Linked DNA regions of Macaca mulatta: region 2 is linked to region 1. A link is a contact called in public Hi-C data. All regions are on one chromosome and are shown on one strand. Each heading gives the region's core, a stretch centred on a gene start, on an enhancer-like site or on the middle of the called end of the contact. The rest is flanking DNA. Distances are from core to core; before and after follow the strand shown.

The links. A called contact is a pair of places that touch in the nucleus more often than the background predicts.
Region 2: a contact with region 1 is called in a Hi-C map of fetal cortex germinal zone, with 2.2 times the contacts expected there. The contact joins the promoter of CDC6 here to the promoter of WIPF2 in region 1. A contact is called at or near these places in 2 of 14 Hi-C or Micro-C datasets (cortical neurons and fetal cortex germinal zone).

The regions. Positions count from the first base shown.
Region 1 is chr16:64,589,849-64,597,028 of T2T-MMU8v2.0, reverse strand. WIPF2 (WAS/WASL interacting protein family member 2) reads right to left here and starts at 2,213. Exons shown (of 9, transcript XM_077971589.1): 1 at 2,025-2,213; 2 at 1,009-1,133. LOC144335687 (a long non-coding RNA gene) reads left to right here. Exons shown (of 3, transcript XR_013406746.1): 3 at 309-525. It also overlaps a transcript of CASC3 not described here.
Region 2 is chr16:64,667,360-64,674,615 of T2T-MMU8v2.0, reverse strand. CDC6 (cell division cycle 6) reads right to left here and starts at 3,872. Exons shown (of 12, transcript XM_015119579.3): 1 at 3,602-3,872; 2 at 2,075-2,265; 3 at 360-641; 4 at 32-231. The coding sequence starts at 2,252. It overlaps LOC144335685 (a long non-coding RNA gene), which reads left to right and starts at 4,124. Exons shown (of 2, transcript XR_013406743.1): 1 at 4,124-4,273.

The DNA of each region.
Region 1 (7,180 bases), core at 964-3,463:
GTGGCTCAAGCCTGTAATCCCAGCACTTTGGGAGGCCGAGACGGGCGGATCACGAGGTTAGGAGATCGAGACCATCCTGGCTAACACGGTGAAACCCCGTCTCTACTAAAAAATACAAAAAACTAGCCGGGCGAGGTGGCGGGCGCCTGTAGTCCCAGCTACTTGGGAGGCTGAGGCAGGAGAATGGCGGGAACCCGGGAGGCGGAGCTTGCAGTGAGCTGAGATCCGGCCACTGCACTCCAGCCTGGGCAACAGAGCGAGACTCCGTCTCAAAAAAAAAAAAAAAAAAAAAAAATACAAAAACCTAGCCGGGCGAGGTGGCAGGCGTCTGTAGTCCCAGCTACTCGGAGGCTGAGGCAGGAGAATGGCGTGAACCCGGGAGGTGGAGCTTGCAGTGAGCTGAGATCCGGCCACTGCACTCCAGTCTGGGCGACAAAGCGAGACTCTGTCTCAACAACAACAAAAAAAATATATGAATTCTGGCTGAGCGTGGTGGCTCATGCCTGTAATCCCAGCACTTTGGGAGGCCGAGGTGGGCGGATCACGAGGTCAGGAGATAGAGACCAGCCTGGCTAACACGGTGAAACCGCGTCCCTACCAAAAATACAAAAAGAAAAATTAGCTGGGTGTGGTGGTAGGGGCCTGTAGTCCCAGCTACTCAGGAGGCTGAGGTAGAAGAATGGCTGTGAACCCGGGAGGCAGAGCTTGTAGTGAGCTGAGATCGCACCACTGCACTCCAGCCTGAGCAACTGAGCAAGACTCTGTCTCAAAAAAAAAAAAAAACAAAAACGAATTCTGGGCCAGGCACAGTGGCTCATACCTGTAATCCCAGCACTTTGGGAGGCCAAGGCAGGAGGATCACTTGAGCCCAGGAATTCTAGACCAGTCTGGACAACAGAGCAAGACTCTGTCTCCAACAACAACAATAAAACACACACACACACACACACACATATATACACACACACACACACACACACATATGTTAGGCAGGAGTAGTGGCCACACCTGTGGTCCCAGCTATTGGAGAGACTGAGGTGGGAGGATCACTTTGAGCCCGGGAGGTCAAGGTTTCAAGAAGCCATGATCATGCCACTGCACTCCAGCCTGGACGACAGAGTGAGACCACGTCTCTTAAAAGAAAAAAAAAAAAAAAAATTCCATCACACACCAGTTCCTTGCCCCAATGTTATCTTTAAGAACTTTCCTTCCTGATCAAAAACTCGACCATACACACTCATGCTGAACACTTTAAGATTTCCATCTTGGCCGGGCGCAGAGGCTCACACCTGTAATGCCAGCACTCTGGGAGGCCAAGGTGGGAAGATCGCTTGAGCCCAGGAGTTCAAGACGACCAGTCTGAGCAACATAGCCAGACCCCACCTTTAAAAAAAAAAAAATTCCATCTTCCCTCACTTCACACCACTTCAACATGAACCCTCAACTCCAGACGTTCCAATGCGTTTCTCAACATTCTCAATCCGACCTTTAACTCGATTCTGATTCCTTTTCAACGAATGTTCTCAAGATTCCCTCTGGTGTAAGCAGTTTCCCGAGCCATCTTCCCAAACGCTAGCTTCCACTTAACTCAATCCCCAAAATGTCACACTTGACTCCTCACTCACAGCATCCTGCTAATCAGCTGTTCCCAACAGGTCTTCCGTTCCCGTCTCCCTCTTTGCGCACGATTACCTCGTTCCTCACACTGAGCTGCCGCCTTACCTCACCCAATCCTTCAGGAGCCCTTATTACCTGTCTCTCAAAAACCTTCCTCCCCATTTTCCCAGTCCGCGCTAGCCCCATACCAATACCCGACCACTCCTCCCCAGATTCCCCACGCCCTCTCTCCTCCAGGTTCTTCCGATTCAGTCCCCAGGCCCCCCGCCCCTCAGGCCCCGCCCCCAAGACCCCTCTCTCCCTCCGGCCCCTCCTCTAATGCCCCCTCTCTTCTCAAGCCCCGCCCCCAGTCCCCCTCCCCCCGGCTTTCCTCCCACTCAGGTCCGCAGGTCATTTCAGCGACTGACCCAGCCGCCCCGGCCTCTTTCCGACCTGGCCACAGCTGCTCTGGGAGCGAATCCTCCGCCGCCTACGCTCCGGCTTCGTCCTGCCCTGCTCGCCCCCCGGCAAGCTCTCTTTCTCGCCGCCGCCGCCGCCCCTTTTGCCAACCCGGAAATGGATCTGCTCCCACCGTCCCCAGCGTCCGCGAACAAAATGGAGGCGGGGGAAAAAGGAGGAGGGAGCAGGGAGCGAAGAGACGCGGGACGCATGCGCCCCTGGGAAGCCCGCCCCCTGCCTGCCCACGTAAAGGCGGAAGCGGTTGAGTGGCCGCCATCTTGGGAAGGTCACAAGAATGCCGCTTACCAGTTAAAACCTGGGTTTGCAACTTTAGCTGCAATTGGAATCACCTGGCAGATTTAAATAACTATGATGCCTGGTTCCCACTCCTGGAAATTCTAATTTAATTCTGGGGTGCAGCCTAGGCATCAGGAAATTGTGGCAGGTGATTGTAACGTGTTGCCAAGGTGGAGAACACTGAGCTAAACAGTCATTGTTGAATATACTCCTTTCGTCTTTAATCCGCCCCACACACACACACTTTCCCCGCTAAATATCCTTCCTTAATCTCGAATTAACGAAGAACCCGCCTCAGCCAACCTTGCAAAGGCCAAGTAGTCATGCTCCAGTTGTCATAGCAACAGAGGCAGGCCTCTGCTCACAAGTCATCATTTACGTCATCTTACCCACCTGACCCGAACACCAGTCTCTTCTTTCTCGGGCTGGGGTTTCCTCCAGCTTCCAGGGCTGTAGGATGGTGCTGTGGACTCCTCCAGCTGCTTGGGCCAGAGAGAGAAATCTTGTGCCCTCCTTGATGGAGCTGCTGTTAACCCCTGACAGCTGACTAAAGATCTCTCCCTAGTCCACCCAGAAAAGCGCTTTCCATTATGGCTTCAAAATACTGTTTGGTTTAATTCCATTCCTAGCACAGAATCCGAAGTAAGGGGACAAGTTTGAGACTTAGTCCACATTACTTACAAGCTGTGTGCCATAGGGCCTCAGCTACCCTATCTGTAAAATGGGTCTAATAGTGCCTGTCCCATCTGTCTCATAGAGTTGTTGGAAGGCCGAAATCAGGTAATGAATGGGGAAACGTGATAGAGCATAAATTGTTACTATTTTTGTTTTCCTTCTATTCTGCCATGAGTAGTACTAAGCACCACCCACTAGTCAAGTAAATGTCACATTGAGTACCTGCTAAACACCAGGAGATGGCTACAGAGGTGACTAAGAGCCTTTGCCCTCAGGGAACTCTCTACGTTGGTGGGCAGACTGGCATAAACAGCTAGCTGAGATACAAGTCAGCATGTGATTAGTGCTGTGGACTTCAGACAAGGGAGCAATTAATTCCTGCTAAAGAATGGAAGGAGGTTTCGTAAATAGTTTGGACCTGGGCCTTGAAGGATGAATGGAATTTTATTATTAATCAGAGAAGGCAGGGAACATTGCAGGCATAGGGATCAGGGACACAAGGTAAAGATTTTCAGCTGTCCACATCCTGCATGGCCATAGGTGGAGCAATGGAGCCAGGGAGATGATGCATCTAAACACTTTACCAGAGCCTCCCAGCTCTTCAACCTAGTCCCCTGCCTGTCCCCTCCTCACTCACTGCAGTGTACCCCATTCGGCAGTTCCCACCTCAGGGACTTTGTACAAGCTATCCTCTGCCTCTTCCTCATTTTTCAAGCCTTACTGCAAATGCTTCTTCCTCAGGGCATTCACTGCCCACTGTAAACCCTCATGCTCTATAACACTTACACTGTATGATAAGGGCAGCCACTGGGATAAATATAGGGACATCTCACCCAGACTTGGGGAGATAGTGATATAGGCTTCAGGAAAAAAGTAACTAACTGGCCCAAGTGCAGTGGCTCATGCCTGTAATCCCAGCACTTTAGGAGGCTGAGCGGGGCGGGGGCGGGGATCACTTGAGCCCAGAAGTTCAAGACCAGCCTGGGAAACATGGTGAAACCTTGTTACTACAAAAATTACCCGGATATGGCTGGGCGTGGTGGCTCATGCCTGTAATCCCAGGACTTTGGGAGGCCAAGGCGGGCAGATCATGTGAGGTCGGGAGTTCGAGACTAGCCTGACCAACATGGTGAAACCCCGTCTCTACTAAAAATACAAAATTAGCCAGGTGTGTTGGTGCATGCCTGTAATCCCAGGTACTTAGGAGGCTGAGGCAGGAGAATCACTTGAACCCAGGAGGTGGAGGTTGCGGAGCCAAGATCATGCCATTGCAGTCCAGCCCGAGCAACAAGAGTGAGACTCTGTCTCAAAAAAAAAAAAAAAAAAAAAATTAGCTGGGCCCGGTGGCGTGACCCTGTAGTTCCAGTTACTTGGGAGGCTGCTGTGGCAGGATCACTTAAGCCTGGGAGATGAAGGCTGGGCTGAGCCATGATTGTGCCAATACAGTCCAGGCTGAGCAATAGAGTGAAACCCTGTCTCAAGAAAGAAAACAAAAAGTAACTAAGTGAGGCCATACCCAAATTCTAAGTGAGACTTGAGGGACAGGTAGGAATTGACCAGGGAAGAAGTGAGGGAAAAGCATTGTAGGGAGAAGTTGTGCAAAGCAAGAAGAATCATGGCACATTCCAATAACGCACATTTTTTTTTTTTAAGAGACAGGGTCTTTTAGAGACAGGCTGCAGTGCAGTGGCACAGTAATGGCTCACTACAGTCTTTTTCTTTTTTCCTTTTTTTGAGAATGAGTCTCACTCTGTTGCTCAGGCTGGAGTGCAGTGGTGCGATCTCAGCTCATTGCAACCTCCAGCTCCTGGGTTCACGCCATTCTCCTGCCTCAGCCTCCCGAGTAGCTGGGACTACAGGCACTTGCCACCACGCCTGTCTAATTTTTGGTTTTCGTTGTTGTTGTTGTTGTTGTTGTTGTTGTTGTTGTTGTTGTTGTTTTGAGACAGAGTTTCACTCTTATTGCCCAGGCTGGAGTGCAATGGCGCAATCTCAGCTCACCTCCCAGGTTCAAGCAATTCTCCTGCCTCAGCCTCCCAAGTGGCTGGGATTACAGGTGCTTGCCAACATGCCCAGCTAATTTTTTGTATTTTTAGTAGAGATGGGGTTTCACCATGTTGGCCAGGCTGGTCTCAAACTCCAGACCTCAGGTGATCCACCTGCCTCGGCCTTCCAAAGTGCTGGGATTACAGGCGTGAGCCACTGCGCCCAGCCCTAATTTTTGTATTCTTAATAGAGATGGGGTTTCACCAACTTGGCCAGGCTGGTCTCAAACTCCTCATCTCAGATGATCCACCCACCTTGGCCTCCCAAAGTGCTGGAATTATAGGCATGAGCCACTGCGCCCGGCCTGTAGTCTTGAACTTCTGGGCTTAAGTAATCCTTCTGCCTCAGCCTGCTATTTAGGACTGCAGGCGCTGGTGGCCACGCGCAGCTAATTTTTAAATTTTTTTTTCTCTTTTTTTTTTTGAGACAGAGTCTTGCTCTGTCACCCAGGCTGGAGTGCAGTGGCACAATATCAGCTCACTGCAAGCTCTGCTTCCCAGGTTCACACCATTCTCCTGCCTCAGCCTCCTGAGTAACTGGGCCTAGAAACGCCCACCACCATACCCGGCTAATTTTTTGTATTTTTAGTAGAGATGGGGTTTCACCGTGTTAGCCAGGATGGTCTTGATCTCCTGACCTCATGATCCACCCGCCTCGGTCTCCCAAAGTGCTGGAATTACAGGCGTGAGCCACTGCACCCAGCCAATTTTTTTCTTTTCAAAGACACAGCATCTCCCTTTGTCACCCAGGTGGTCTGGAACTCCTGGCCTCAAGTGAGCCTCCTACTTGGGCCTCCCAAAGTGTTAGAATTACAGACGTGTGCTACCTCACCTGGCCCATAAAGCATGTTGATAAGGTTAGAGTTAGAACTTCTGGGGGAGGCAAGAAATTAGGTTACAGAAGTCATCATAGGTTAGGTTTGACATTTAGTAACACTTACCATGTGCCAGGCACTGTCAAAACCTCACATAACTCATTTAATCCTCACAGTAACTTTCTGAGGCAGGTATTTGGAAGCCCATTTGACAGATGAAGAAACAGACACAGCAAGGTTAACCATCTTGCTCAAAGTCACATACCTGTAAGTAGCAAAAGTAGAAGTATCTCCAGGGTCTGTGTTTTTTGTTTGTTTGTTCGTTTATTTGTTTGTTTGAGACAGAGTCTTGCTCTGTTGCCCAGGCTGAATTGCAATGGCACAATCTCGGCTCACTGCAACCTCCGCCTCCCGGGTTCAAGCAATTCTTCTGCCTCAGCCTCCCAAGTAGCTGGGATTGCAGGCACGCGCCAGCACACCCGGCTAATTTTTGTATTTTTAGTAGAAATGGGGTTTCATCGTATTTGCCAGGCTGGTCTTGAATTCCTGACTTCAAGCAATCCACCTGCCTCGGCCTCCTAAAGTGCTGGGATTACAGGTGTGAGACACCGCACTGGTCCTTTTGTTTTTTATTTTTTATTTTTTTGAGACGGAGTTTCACTCTTGTTGCCCAGACTGGAGTGCAATGGCACGATCTCGGCTCACCACAACCTCTGCCTCCTGGGTTCAAACCATTCTCCTGCCTCAGCCTCCCAAGTAGCTGGGATTACAGGCATGCGCCACCATGCCCAGCTAATTTTGTATTTTTAGTAGAGATGGGGTTTCTCCATGTTGGTCAGGCTGGTCTTGAACTCCCGACCTCGGGTGATCCGCCAGCCTCGGCCTCCCAAAGTGCTGGAATTTTAGAGACATGTGCCACTGCGCCCGGCCCTTTTTTTTTTTTTTTTTTTTTTGAGACACATCTTGCTCTGTCACCCAGGCTAGAGAGCAGTGGCATGATCTCAGTTCACTGCAAGCTCTGCCTCCTGGGTTCAAGCAATTCTCCTGCCCCAGCCTCCTGAGTACCTGGAATTACAGGGGTGCTCCACCATACCTGGCTAATTTTTGTATTTTTTAGTAAAGACAGGGTTTCACCATGTTGGCCAGCCTGGTCTGGAACTCCTGACCTTATGATCCACCCGCCTCGGACTCCCAAAGTGCTGGGATTACAGGCGTGAGCCACCGCACCCCGCTGAGCTGAGCATGTGTTCTTTTTCTCTTTTTTTCTTTTTTTTGAGACGGATTCTCACTCTG
Region 2 (7,256 bases), core at 2,623-5,122, 76 kb before region 1:
AAGAGCATCATAATTCAGACTCTCAATGTACCTTGAGGTCTTGCAGAATCCGGCTTAAGCAGGCAGTTTTTCCAGTTCCAGGAGCACCAGAAAGGTAAAGGCTTCCAGCTTTTTTCCCACAGATGTGTTCCCTCAGGAAATTCCTGATGACATCCATCTCCCTTTCCCTGGCGGGCAGCCGATCTGGGACAGCTGTGTTCAGGACCAGCTTTGCTTGCTGGTAGCAAGTGCCTGTGCCAGACATAAAAGGTCAATTAGACACAACAGAAGGTGACTGAGAAGACCCACTGGGTGGTTCATTTGGAGTCATCAGCCTTGGTTACAATGGCTGCACTAACAGTTGCCATGGAAGAACAAACCTTCTTGCTTGAATAGTCTCACACATGCAGATTCTTTCTCCAATATGCATCTCTGCTCAGAATTTGTTGTGATCTCTTGACTTTTTCTAACTGAAGAAAGTATTTTGTTGTGGTCAACTTTGGCTTGTTCTCTTTTGCTAGGAGACTTAATTGTCAGCTGATTGTCAAATACCAGTCTTCGTCCTTTAAGTGTACGTGAGTGAGGGGGACCATTCTCTTTCTTGCCTTGCTTTGGTGGAGAACAAGGAGGTAAATGGGGAGTGTTGCATAGGTTGTCATCACCTGAAACATAATAAAATCAAAATGTAGTCAGTCATAGCATTGGATAGTAAAAGGATGTGCAAGACCTCTGCCTCTCCCAGAAAGAGGTGAATTTCTACCTTAGAACCACCAACGTAAAATGCCTTCTCACTTAGCAGCAAATATTGGCCACCAGATGGCACCACTGATCTTACTACAGTAGTGCCCTTATCCACCGTTCTAGTTACCCTCAGTCTGAAAATACTAAATGGAAAATTCCAGAAATAAACAATTGACAAGTTTTAAATTGCATGCAGTTTAGTACCATGATGAAATCCCACACCATCCTACCAGAGACATGAATCATCCCTTCAGCCAGCATATCCACACTGTATATGCTATCCACCCACTAGTCACTTAGTAGCTGACTTGGTTATCAGATCAAAAACACAGTATACGTAGGGTTTGGTACTATCCTCAATTGCAGGCATCCACTGGGGGTCTTGGAATGTATCCCCCATAGATAAGTGAGGACTACTGCATTTAGTAGAAACCAAACGGGTTTTACCAGGATGAAATTGTAAGGCTGTTTTGAAACAGGTTTTCTCAATGTTGGCACCACTGACATCTTGAACCAAATGATTCTTCATTGTCAAGGAGCTGTCCTGTGCATTGTAATGTTTAGCAGCATCCCTGGCCTCTACCCACTATGCCAGTAGCAACACCCAGCTGTAACAACCAAACATGTCTCCAGAAACAACCAAATCACCCCTCCATTTAAAAACAAATGTTCCAAAACAAGAAAGAATTACCAACCACTGTTCTAAAGGACGGAAAATATCCAGCATGTCACCTTTTTGTTTTAATTTCACAAATATTGAGGTTAAATTTCATAATACCGTGTAACTACAAGGTAACTTAAAACACTGACAGAACTAAGTTCAGCATTAAGGAATTGAAGATCAGACCTATTAAGTAGTTCAGAAAGTGACCTCAGTAAGTGGCTTAACTCTGGAGTTTGGTAAGCACTTAGCAACCATTCTGAAAATAACTAAAATGAAGAGTAGTCTTAGGGTCAGGAGCGGTAGCTCACGCCTGTAATCCCAGCACTTTGGGAGGCCGAGGCAGGTGGATCACCTGAGATCAGGAGGTCAGAGACCAGATTGGCCAACATAGCGAAACCCTGTCTCTACTAAAAAAAAAAAAAATTAGCCAGGCGTGGTGGTGGGCGCCTGTAATCCCAGCTACTTGGGAGGCTGAGGCAGGAGAATCGCTTGAACCTGGGAGGCAGAGGTTGCAGGGAGCTGAGATCGCAACATTGCACTCCAGGATGGGAGATGGAGCAAGACTGTCTCAAAAAAAGAAAAAAAAAAGTCTTAACTGAACTTAGAAAGCTCCTTCAAAGGACACACATCTTACTGAGAAAAGAAAGGTCACGAGCTGCTAGTGAAAAAGTGATATAATGGATGGTTTACCCAGACGTTTCCTGGGGCTGAGAGGCAGGGCTTTTACACGAGGAGAACAGGTTACAGCTTGAACATTTGTCGGTTCTGGTTTGGCATCACTTGAGTTTTTAGTTTTGTTCAATGCCCGAGACAGCTTCTTTTTTGGAAAACTGATTGTAGCCTGTGCCTGGGATCGGGTTTGAGGCATGATGGCAGCACAGCTAGATTAAAAAAAAATAACAGGACAACTAGTCAATATGTGAAAGTGAAGAGAATAAATAAATTTATACTGATGATTAACACTTATTTCTTAAGTAAATTATGTTATCACAATATTTTAGCATTCAGTTTTGCTTCACATCCAAATCTATGCAAGAACAACTGACATTTGTTGTCTACCTACTACGTGGAAGCCGCTGTTATAAACACTTTAGGTACTAATTCGTTTAACAACTATCTTAAAGAGGTAGGTACTACTATTAGCCTTTATTTTACACATGAGAAAACTGAGATAAACAGTGGCCCAAAGTCACAGAAAAACAGGTATGTAACCCCAGGTATTCTGGCGCCAGAGCCCAAGTTCTTAACCAACTGAGCGATGCAATAAGAAGTTACCTGAAATAGGCCGGGCGTGGTGGCTCACGCCTGTAATCCCAGCACTTTGGGAGGCCGAGGCGGGCGGATCACCTGAGGTCAGGAGTTCGAGACCAGCCTGGCCAACATGGTGAAACCCCGTCTCTAGTAAAAATACAAAAATTACGGCTGGCCGCGGTGGCTCACGCCTGTAATCCCAGCACTTTGGGAGGCCGAGGCGGGTGGATCACGAGGTCAGGAGATCGAGACCATCCTGGCTAACACGGTGAAATCCCTTCTCTACTAAAAATGCAAAAAATTAGCCGGGCGTGGTGGCGGGCGCCTGTAGTCCCAGCTACTCGGGAGGCTGAGGCAGGAGAATGGCGTGAACCCAGGAGGCGGAGCTTGCAGTGAGCCGAGATCGCGCCACTGCACTCCAGCCTGGGCGACAGAGCGAGACTCCGTCTCAAAAAAAAAATTAGCCGGGCGTGGTGGCGGGCGCCTCTAGTAGCAGCTATTCGAGAGGCTGAAGCAGGAGTATCGCTTGAACCCGGGAGGCGGAGGTTGCAGTCAGTGAGCGGAGATCGCGCCACTGCATTCCAGCCTGGGCGACGAGAGCGAGACCCCGTCTCAAAAAAACAAAACAAAACAAAACAAAAAAACAGTTACATGAATTGATTTATATAGAACTTCTAATTCCCTCTCTCCAGGAACGCGGGGTGTCTTTATCACCAGTTCAGCCCAGCATCCGCCACATTTAGTCTCTTCTCTCCCAAGTCCTCACACTACAGTTCAGTCTTCCCTCAGTTCTCTCCGCCTCTGCACTCAGTCCTCATTCTAGGCAGCTCTCAACGCACCCCAGAATATTTCCTTCCTACAACTTTCAGCTCCTTCATACCACGCACAACTGCTATAACTACCCTGAGGGCACCTGCCCTTTCCCTGATCCTGACCTCAGACCGCCAGCGAGCTCAGCTCTTTTACCTTCACTTTACCTCGGGCCTCGCCGGAACCCGCAGCCTTCACGCAACTCCGCTGCCTCACAAACCCCAGGCCTCCTCGAGCAATCCTCTCCTTCCCACCTCCTCAGTGCAGGATCCTTCTCAAGTCTCTCACACGCAGGCTCAGGGACTCACCACCACAAGCCCCTGAACAAACTGCACACCGGCAGCAGCAAAATACAGCCGCGCTCGCGCCAAATTCGAATGGCCACAGTGTTCCCACCTCCCGCCAAAGCCCGGCCTCGCTTCTGATTGGCTGTAGTCACAGGCGCCGTTCGCCTTGTGCACCGCCTCTTTTTTTGCTTCCAATCCAGTAGAAGAGTTACAGCCAATGAGAGAGCCCCAAGTCTCAGCGTCACTGTGAGGCCATGACCACTGAACGGGTGGGAGGGACTCTACATCCGGGGCCTCGGTGGAAAGACGCGCGATCGCTGCAGGGCGATTCTGGGCAAGACGGGCCGGCCCCGCCGCAAAGCACGGTGGGAGGCGTAGTCTTTGCTGCCGCGCGACTCTACTTCCGCGCTCTTCCTTCGACTGGATGTGTCAAGATGTGGTTCCCCATCTCACTGCCGAACGCACCCATTTGCATCATCCTGATGGGCTAGATTTTCAGAACTGCTACATGATACCTACCGTTTTGGGTTCTGTGCACCAGGTATGATGCTAGGCACTTTACTTAATTCTCTAATGCTCAACCTCGCAAGGTACAAAGCAAACCTGTATACAAGGTTAGAGGTCACAGCATCTTGGTGACAGCGAAAAGCCTAGGATCCAGATCTACTGATGGCTGAACTAGTGATTTTTTTGGTAAAGTTCTACACACCTATATAAAGAAAAACTATGCTTCATCATAGTATCTCTTGATTCGTGCTTCAAAGATGAGAAACAGCCAAATCTTTGCTTTTATTTCGTTCAACGTAAGAATATTATGTTCTGTGCACATTCTTACCATTAATCCACACATCGTGGGGAGAGAATCATGACCCCTTAATTTTAAAATCTTTTATGGCGAAACACCAGGGTTTCAGGGCCAGGGAAGACAGCTATATAGAAGAGGCAAGCTGAGTTTTTAATGAAAAATATAAATTAGCGCAGTAATTTGGAGGCCAGCTTCCAAAGCCAATAACTCATCTAAGCCTCAGGCTCCTTTCGAGGCCAGAATCCAATTCTAGGTGATGGTAAACATTTATCTTTTACCCCTCAGTAACAAATAAAATAGAGCCATAAAGCCTAGAAAGAGGAAAGCAACAATATTACGATCATCAGTTAATTGGTACCTAGTTCATGAAGAGAGGCAATATTGAGTGCTTAAGTGTATGCCAGGGACTGTGCTCAGTATTTTACCTACATCAGCTTATTAATCTTCACAAGCACCCCCACGAAGCTGGTGTTATTTCATTTTACAAATGAGGGAACTACAGTAGAGGGGAGTTGAGAAAACTTGCCCAAGGTCACACAACTAGTAAGTGGAAAAGCTAGAATTTTAACTCTGAACTCTGACAGAACATCAAACTCTTGACCACGTTATCATAGGGGGATGATTAGACAGATTCAGATTCTAAACAGGAAGAGATGGTGGAGTACATTTTGTGAAGGCTTTTTAGCAGCTGAAAACTCCAAAAGTGAAGAGAATGGGCTGTCAGGAATGGAGAAAGTTACCACACAATGGAAGCTTTTTTTCTTCTTCTTCTGAGACAGAATCTCATTCTGTCACTCATGCTGGAGTGCTCCACCTCCTGGGTTCAAGCCATTCTCCTGCCTCACCCTCCTGAGTAGCCAGGACTATAGGCACGAGCCACCACGCCTGGCTAATTTTTGTATTTTTAGTAGAGGGGGTTTCACTATGGTAGCCAGGTTGATCTCAAACTCCTGACCTCGTGATCCACCCACCTCAGCCTCCTACAGTGCTGGGATTACAGGCGTGAGCCACCGCTCCTGGCCACAATGGAAGATTTTAAAAGGACTAGATGGTATTTCTGATGTCTTAGTAGGACAACAGAACTCAGGAAGCAACCTTCACTGTTCATATTTTTATAACATGGGCATCTAAGAATTGCCCTTAATAACCTGAAATGGTAACGTGTGCACAGCCAGCTTTAAGGGGTGGTTATGGTAAACAACCTACCTCGGTTACAAGGAGAAAGCAGAGGCAGCTATGAGTACTTAGCATGCATATTGGAGCCTATGAAAACACCAGGAAACGGCTGGGTGCAGTGGCTCACGCCTGTAATCCCCACACTTTGGGAGGCCGAGGCGGGTGGATCATGAGGTCAGGAGATCAAGACCATCCTGGCTAACACAGTGAAACCCGTCTCTACTAAAATACAAAAATTTGCCGGGCGTGGTGGTGGCGGGCGCCTGTAGTTCCAGCTACCTGGGAGGCTGTGGCAGGAGAATGGTGTGAACTCGGAAGGTGGAGCTTGCAGTGAGCGCAGATCAGGCCACGCCACTGCACTCCAGCCTGGGGGAGAGAGCAAGACTCTGCCTCAAGAAAAAAAAAAAAAAAAAGGAAAAGAAAGAAAACACCAGGAAACGGCCGGGCGCGGTGGCTCAAGCCTGTAATCCCAGCACTTTGGGAGGCCGAGACGGGCGGATCACGAGGTCAGGAGATCGAGACCATCCTGGCTAACACAATGAAACCCCGTCTCTACTAAAAATACAAAAAAATTAGCCGGGCGAGGTGGCGGGCGCCTGTAGTCCCAGCTACTCGGAAGGCTGAGGCAGGAGAATGGCGTAAACCCGGGAGGCGGAGCTTGCAGTGAGCCGAGATAGCGCCACTGCACTCCAGCCTGGGCGACAGAGCGAGACTCCGTCTCAAAAAAAAAAAAAAAAAAAAAAAAAAAAAAATACCAGGAAACATAGCAGTGGTCCAAGAAAAGCCTACAGGCGTAAATGACCACCGTGGAAGCAGGCAAATAATCACAGAATGTCAGGACTGAAAAGTTATCTACTTGAAGCTTTTCCTTTGCACTAATAATGATCCTCCAGCAACGTGATGGGTACACATCATATTGTTTCTTGCTTCTTGCTTCTTGTTTCTTGCGTTTGTTTTTGCTGTTTCCTGTGTCTGGAATGTCACTCACCTTCCATCTTCCCTGGCTAACTCTCATAAAGCCTTTTAATACCCTGCATAGGCTTCTCCTGGTAGTTATCCTGAAGTCTACTATGAGTTCCTTGGAGTCAAAGACCATGTCTTAGCCTTGCATAGTGGCATGCATCTGTAATTCCAGCTACTCAGGAGGCTGAGGTGGGAGGATCCCTTGAGCCTAGTTTGAGGACAGCCTGAGCAACATAGCGAGACCCCATCTCCAAACTGGAAAAAAAAAAAAAAAAATTTTTTTTTTTTTGACATGGAGTCTCACTCTGTCACCCAGGCTGGAGTGCAGTGGCGCAATCTCAGCTCACTGCAACCTCTGCCGCCCCCCCCCCCCCCCCGGGGTTCAAGCAACCCTCCTGCCTCAGCCTCCTGAGTAGCTGGGATTACAGGGGCCCATATTTTTAGTAGAGACAGGGTTTCACCATATTGGTCAGGCTGGTCTCGAACTCCTGACCTCAGGTGATCCACCTGCCTCAGCCTCCCAAAGTGCTAGAATTACAGGTATGAGCCACCATGCCCGGCAAAAAAAGACTTTTCATCT